Regions from separate parts of the Mus musculus genome. Here region 2 is linked to region 1. Evidence: chromatin contacts called from public HiChIP or PLAC-seq data. All regions are on one chromosome and are shown on one strand. The core of a region is the stretch at or near the end of the contact, and the rest is flanking DNA. Distances in the headings are between cores, read along the strand shown. Region 1 overlaps Gm34799 (a long non-coding RNA gene). Region 2 overlaps Qk (quaking).

The links. HiChIP or PLAC-seq counts read pairs in DNA pulled down with a chosen protein or histone mark.
Region 2: a contact with region 1 is called in an H3K4me3 HiChIP or PLAC-seq map of embryonic basal ganglia, with 4 times the contacts expected there. The contact joins two enhancer-like sites. A contact is called at or near these places in 2 of 115 datasets of contacts at active chromatin or transcription factors (bone marrow-derived macrophages and embryonic basal ganglia) and 1 of 9 other capture datasets (liver).

What each region holds. Positions count from the first base shown.
Region 1 is chr17:9,878,015-9,881,457 of GRCm38.p6, forward strand. All of the region lies in intron 1 of Gm34799 (a long non-coding RNA gene), which reads right to left. Among named protein-coding and RNA genes, the nearest start is that of Gm34799, 27 kb to the right of the region's middle. Within about 2 kb of position 1,732, at least 52 of the 459 cell types and tissues checked have an H3K27ac peak or open chromatin away from gene starts, as enhancers often do. A contact at or near this core is called in embryonic basal ganglia, where this site is marked.
Region 2 is chr17:10,226,959-10,230,422 of GRCm38.p6, forward strand. All of the region lies in intron 4 of Qk (quaking), which reads right to left. Among named protein-coding and RNA genes, the nearest start is that of Gm34972, 82 kb to the left of the region's middle. Within about 2 kb of position 1,368, at least 12 of the 459 cell types and tissues checked have an H3K27ac peak or open chromatin away from gene starts, as enhancers often do. A contact at or near this core is called in embryonic basal ganglia, where this site is marked.

The DNA.
Region 1 (3,443 bases), core at 482-2,981:
GGCTGACCTGTGTCATAGGTGTTCTTTGCATGGCTTCGCTTGGCTGGCCTACATACCATCCACTTGTAAATGCCCCTTGCCTGTTTGTCAGATTAGACCCTTACCCTCCCTTTGAATTTAACCTCTGAGTTCCTGGTGCAACACTGTTTCTCTCAGTTTTTCATCTGTTAGTTGACTACATTTGCTGTCAGCTTTCTGAAAGGTATCCTGGTTTTGGAATAGTCAAGCAGGCTTGCAAGTGACTTTTGCAAGTCACTGCCATGCTTGCAAAAACCCCAAACCATACGATTTCTACCATAACTTCTCTCCTGTCCTGTTCCAGCCCCGACTTTTACACCACCAACCCATTTAGTTATGTGCACATCATGTGGGATAGAGACCAACCTGATTTTACCCTAGAGCAGCAGTCAGGGTTTTAGAGCCTTTTCTAGAATAGGATATCACTTTTCACTGAGTTTAAGCTCTGCTTTGTCAAGCTCCCACAATACACTGGGCTCTCCTGTCAGATTTCAATTCGCTTCTGACGACCTAGTCGCCTGTAGCCCAGAGCCATACTGATTGGATTTCAGTGGCTTTAGAGCATGTATCTGTGCTGTGTCTGGCTTGCACCTCTCAGCTCATTCCTTGTCATTCTTCAAAAATCATTCTTCCAAGAGTGGGAAAGCTTTTTTTTTCATTGGCTTTCAAAATTATGCTTGTGAATTTGGGGCGGGCAGCACTTTAATAACCTTTAACTTTATACAAAAATAATTTTTCTGTTTTGTGAAGATATTATTTCATTTCTTTAAGTGTCTGTTATCTTTCCTGACAACCCAGTTGGTCTTGTGATTAACTGAATTTATGGATATTTTATGTTAACTGCCTTTACTGTGTAACAGAATGGTTGCTTTGCTTATTTTAATTTCTAGCTAGTTACTACTAGCTACAGAAAGATATTGATTGGGACGTGTGTCACAGCTAATTACTTTACCAAATTTATTAAACGCAATAACTTTTTAAATTGGACTATTTTGAATCTTACAGATTTATACTCAAATCAACAGCCAAAAAGAATAATTTTGTCTCTTCTTTATCAGCCTTTTAATTATTATTTCCTTTTCTTATCCTCTGAAATATCAGATAATTGTGACAGTAATTACCTTTGTCTTGTTCATAATTTTAGTGGGAATGAATTTAGCCTTTTACCATTTACAATAATATCTTCTGGGTTTGCTGGTTTGTAATAATTGTCTCTTACAAATTTAAATTATTTCTTCCTAATTCTGATTTGCTTAAATGTGTTATTTTTAAGAACTCCTAAACTTTTATCAAATGTCCTTTTAAAATGTGTTAGCGTGGTGTATTTTCCTCTTTAAATAGGTTGGTATGGCGAATTTTTGTTGACACATTTCTAAAATTTGCTGCTTAAAAAAATATGTGATTTGAAGTCACGCAGTGGGATATTAGTTGTTGCTTTTAGGTCAGAATTTCTGTACTTGTTAGTGTAGCCAGGATGGTTCCTGGGTTTGCTTTCTGGCAGCCTGCATCATCTTCCACAGGAGAACTTCTGGGCTGCTTACCTCTGTGGCAGCCTCTTCTGGGGTCCTAATTCCCACCCACCACTGGGCAGTTAGTTAGTGGATGTGCCCTTTGCTCTCTAATTCCAAGTCTACCACCAAGCCTAACCGCTGTGGGCATCCGCAGCTCTGTGTTGGCATACAAACAAGGCCTCTTTGTGCTCAGATGATGTCATGGGTATGAACGTGACAAGAAAACAAGTGCCTCAGAATCCTACCATTGCAATGTTCTCAAGAGAAAGAGAACAGACCCAGATTCCTCACGGGGGCAAGGCCACTGCACGAAATGTGACTTTGAAGGCTTTGGAAAGAGCTGGGAACCAGGACAATGACACTGTGGGGTGAACATTTGTTTTGTAAAGGAAAAGGAATCCAAGCCCGGTCCTCAACAGCCAACGCCATGGGAACTCGAAGGGGTTTGTTCCCTCTCCACATCCTTCAGCACATCTACAGCCCCACTGCCCACCTGCTAGGAAGCAAGCTAAAATACACAGAATACCCAAGAAGGGCCTTTGGCTTGCCTCCCCAGCCTCCCCTCTGGTCGGCATTGGCCCTCGGGCTAGACTGCTTGGATAGCATTGCAGTGCAGTACGAGCATGCAAGCCTGACGTTTGAGAATGTACTTTCAACCTCTATGTCTGGAACCTGAAGGAAAACACTGCCCATCTTCCCAGCCGATGGGTTTCTGGACTGTGAGAGGCTCAGAAAGCTCGCACACTGGACTATGCTTGGTGAAGCCCCCATAGTAAACCGAAGACAGCATGGGACAGGCCAAGAGAGTTAGGTCTAGGTAAGGCCCACACCCCTCTGGCATTTCTAGAACTCGATGTGAGTATACTGCCAGCTGCTTTCCCCCCAGCAAGAGAATATGAGCGTTCATAATCTTCCGGACTTCAGCCCATACCTGAAGCACCTGGAACACAGGCGTCTGTGCAGCATCTTCTGAGCCCTGAGAAATAATATACGAAGCCGAGACCCTAGGAAGCCATGACTAGTCTCAAGTCAGACCCACAGAAATGGGCAGAGAACATTGAGGACAAATCCTGTGCAGGGATGCTGTCTAAAGCACTGGGGAGGTGTCCTGTGTGTTAGAAAGAACTCTGTGTTCGCTGAATTGCAAGTCATCTGACACAAATGGGCAGTGAAAGAGACCCCCTTCCTACACAAAGTACACAGACTCTTGCTGCTTAAACACATAAGTTATTTTGCTTTAGTAAATAGTATCTATTTTTTATTACTATAGCAATGCATGTTTGGGTGAATACAAATTAAATAATTTTTTGGAAAATAGTTGAAAATTCCTCATTATCCCACAGCTCATAGTACTGCCATGATCGCTCTGTGGGCACCTCTGGTTGGTGTTTCTCACTCCACATAAACTCAGCTATCTGTTCAGGAGCTAACATAACACATACACACACACATGTACATACATATATGCATACATACACACTATACATATGTACAGACACATGCACATATACACATGCACACAAAGGAACACACACAGACACACATATACATACATATACACACACATACATACACACATGAACCCACAAACACTCACAGAAACATGCACACACATACACACATGTACACACACACATGCACACCTGTGTGCACTCACACACATACTCACCACATTGTCTTCTTACTCCTTCAATCATAGTCCCAAACCAATTTTCATGTCAGACCTTTTTTTTTCCTGTGTGATCATTTCTAACCAAAATTTATGATATTTTAACTCATTTTAAAGTTTTTCTATTCCAACCTTAGGTTTAGTTTTTCATTTCACACACACACACACACACACACACACACACACACGCACGCACGCACGCACGCACGCACGCACCGCACACGCACACGTACACACGTACACAC
Region 2 (3,464 bases), core at 118-2,617, 350 kb after region 1:
CAATTTCTGTAAGTCCTTTTCTGTCCTGTCACATGTGCTTAAGCAGCACACAGCAGAGGGCCTCATACACAGCACAGTCTTATGCCAATTGGATTCTAAGGACCTCTACTGAAACTCTGAGATCTGGTGGGGGAGGACTCCTCTATGGACCTTTACTTTACACTCAAGTACACCTTTAAAAATGTACCCACCATTGATTCAAGTTTCACCCATGGGTCAACTAAAATATTAGGAATACAAGATGCTACTCAGACATGCCAACATGCAACTAAACACCATGCAATAAAGATTAACAAAAACATTTTACTTTAAAAATATTTTACTTTGTCACTTATCAACTAAATAATTATTCTTTTTCTAATATAACTGTGTCCCCCTAATAATGTATTTTGAAAGATGCAACAATATTTTCAGGTATCCAGATTATTATTACTATACTATTTCACTATTTTCGTAATGAAACAGCAACCTAGTTACTTACAGTAGGCTCCCATAATACTTTATCTATTTTATGAATCAATTATACAGCCTTGAAAATTTAAATACTTCAGCTTTGAGTGTTTAATCTAAAAAACAGATAAAAAGACCACACAGAAACTGATTATTATGGTCAGTGTCCTGAGGACAAATGGTATTGTACACACTATGATGGTCCCCACTTTGGACACTTATTCAAAATTACGCTAACATATAATTCTTTGGAGACTCAGGAGAGAGTTGAAGTGTATTCTGAGAACATGTACATGAAACCTGAATAATACCACTTATTGAAGCCTGAAAACCACATTTGAATCCAAAATGTTTGTTTTTTTTTTTAAATTTTATTCTACCCTTTGTGTCTCCTAGGTGTAAAAATACATTATTTACTATTTACATATAGTATGAACTTAAAATATTACCTTATTGTTTATAAAAACAAATTATTCTTCCAACAACGCTCTGCAGTGCTGAATACAGAACAAAATCATGACCAGAACTGTCACACTCTTCCCCAGAGATGCCAAACTCTTTCCTTACATGTGCTTGTCATGCATTTGTGGGGTTAATGGGGTGGGGGGGGGGGGTGGGGGGGTCACAAGCCCTAATAAACTGGCCTCATGTGAGCAGGGATCAATTCACTCTCATCAAGAACTTATAAAGCCATAAGCCTCTACAAAAATCTCATCTATAGAAGGACTGGCTTCTTTTTTCTAAATCTGTAATTTATGAGTTTATTCAAACCCATCAAATTACTATAAGTAACCGCCTCAAACATTTGAAAATTCCCATTGCAACTCATTTAGTTTGGCAGACAGGCAGACCCAATCCAATGCTTTTATCCCACAGCTAAGCATCACAATGGTAATTCTGCTCTGACACTCTGAAGAGACTGCTAATTACAACACTGAGTCCCATTCAGATGAAAATGGCAGCGAGCACAGAAACACCCTCTTCACAAGTGCTCACTCTCTCTCTCTTCTCTCCTCTCCTCTCTCTCTCTCTCTCTTGCTCTTATCATGAACTGCATGCATTTTGGTTAGATGTTTAAACATCTTTTAATTTCTTTTTCTCACCAAAACAAACAAAGCCAAAATGCCACATACTTCAGTCACTAGGACTTGTTCATATACTTCAGTTACTAGTACTTGTCCAAGAGCAGCAACTGACTGACAATCTGGCTTTAAAATGTCTTGAAGAAACTATTTCAGTATCCAGATGCCTCTTACTATCATCATTACTTTCATATTATTTTCAGATTATAATTAAAACAATTTACCATGAGTCAAATCCATAGAACATTAAGCAAAGAAGAACTCCTGAGAAATAGGAAAATATATATTATAAAATATTATTTTCTCTTTATTTTTTTCTCAATTTCAATGACAGTGATAACTGGTTTTTCTAAAAAGAAAATTAAAATGATTTTGTTATGATAAATATATTTCCAAATTTCAAAATATTCCTTGATTAATCAGCACACTTAAAATTTCAAATTTCTCAGCTGGAAAAATTGCAGTAATATATTAAAACCAAATATTTAATTCATATTAACTTAGATCCCTATGGATGCTAATGCTTCTAAAAAAATCAAATATATATTAAAAACTCATTCATATTTAAGTTCAAAATACCCTTGAGTAAATATGAAAACAGGAGGATTCTATCACAAAGCCATACAGCCCCAAAACACTGTATGAACTGTCTGAGCGTAATGACATCTATGTATGTAGAGAGTCTCTTAAGATTTAAGTGTAAAGCTGGGCGGTGGTGGCGCACGCCTTTAATCCCAGCACTTAGGAGGCAGAGGCAGGTGGATTTCTGAGTTCGAGGCTAGCCTAGTCTACAAAGTGAGTTCCAGGACAGCCAGGGCTATACAGAGAAACCCTGTCTCAAAAAAAACAAACAAACAAACAAAAGAGATTGAAGTGTAAATTCCTGTTTCTTGGTACCATGAATTTCTCCAGTCAGAAGTTAGTACTTTTCAGTTCAGCTTTCCAGTTTAGTCCTGGCATAACACATGGAAACTGTTTTCCTTTAGAAAAAGATTAGGAGATGAAGGCCCTTAGTTCCACTTTCTTCTTAGTCTTCATATCAGCAACAAAAATATCCTGTTTCCCTCATCTGGAATTTTTTGAATCCCTTCTGAAATAATGATGTATAAAAATGCCTACTGTTCCCCCCACACATTTTCTTTTCTAAAAATTGCATTAGCGTTAGCATGGTGCATAATGGGTTTCACTGAGACATTTTCACATTTTGTGGACCAGGAAGAGAATTACTGCATAGATTCATTTTACATATAGTGCCTCCCATTATCATCAACTGAATCTGCTACTGGCTTCTCCAATGCTGCAGTTGAGGTAACCAATCCTTTTAACACAGGAAAGAGGAAGGGGGACACATCTCACACTTTCACACAGCTAAAGTAACCACTTTTACAACACCCATCAAAGGCAGGTAAGTCACACTGCTTGGTACTATCTATAGAAAACTGAATACAATAATTGGTGTTTGGGGGCGGGAGGGAATAAAGGTCAGGATTACAAGAGGAAAGCTGCTACCATGCAGAACAATAAACACTAATGCCAACCCCTGTTCAGACAGGTTTTGTCAGCTAGAGATACATGCATGCATGTGTGCATCAAGTCCATCTGTCCTTTGAGGGCCACAGAGGAGAATATTTACAACCAATGAAAAGACTGATACATTCACAACCACTTTTATCTAAATGAGACTTAAAAGCCAAAGACCCAATTACTGCAGAATATACATCCATAATATATATATATATATACTTAAGTAAATATGAGATGTTCATTAAAATAGACAATATCACTGGGCTATCATGAGGGTTAGGGATAACAATTCAGAGGTAAGTCCCTGCCAGACATACTTGTGAGGCATAGAGCCCTAGATTTACCTAACAAATTAAATAGGTAAATAATGTAAAAAGTATAGTAATCATATTTTAAAAGACAAAACCA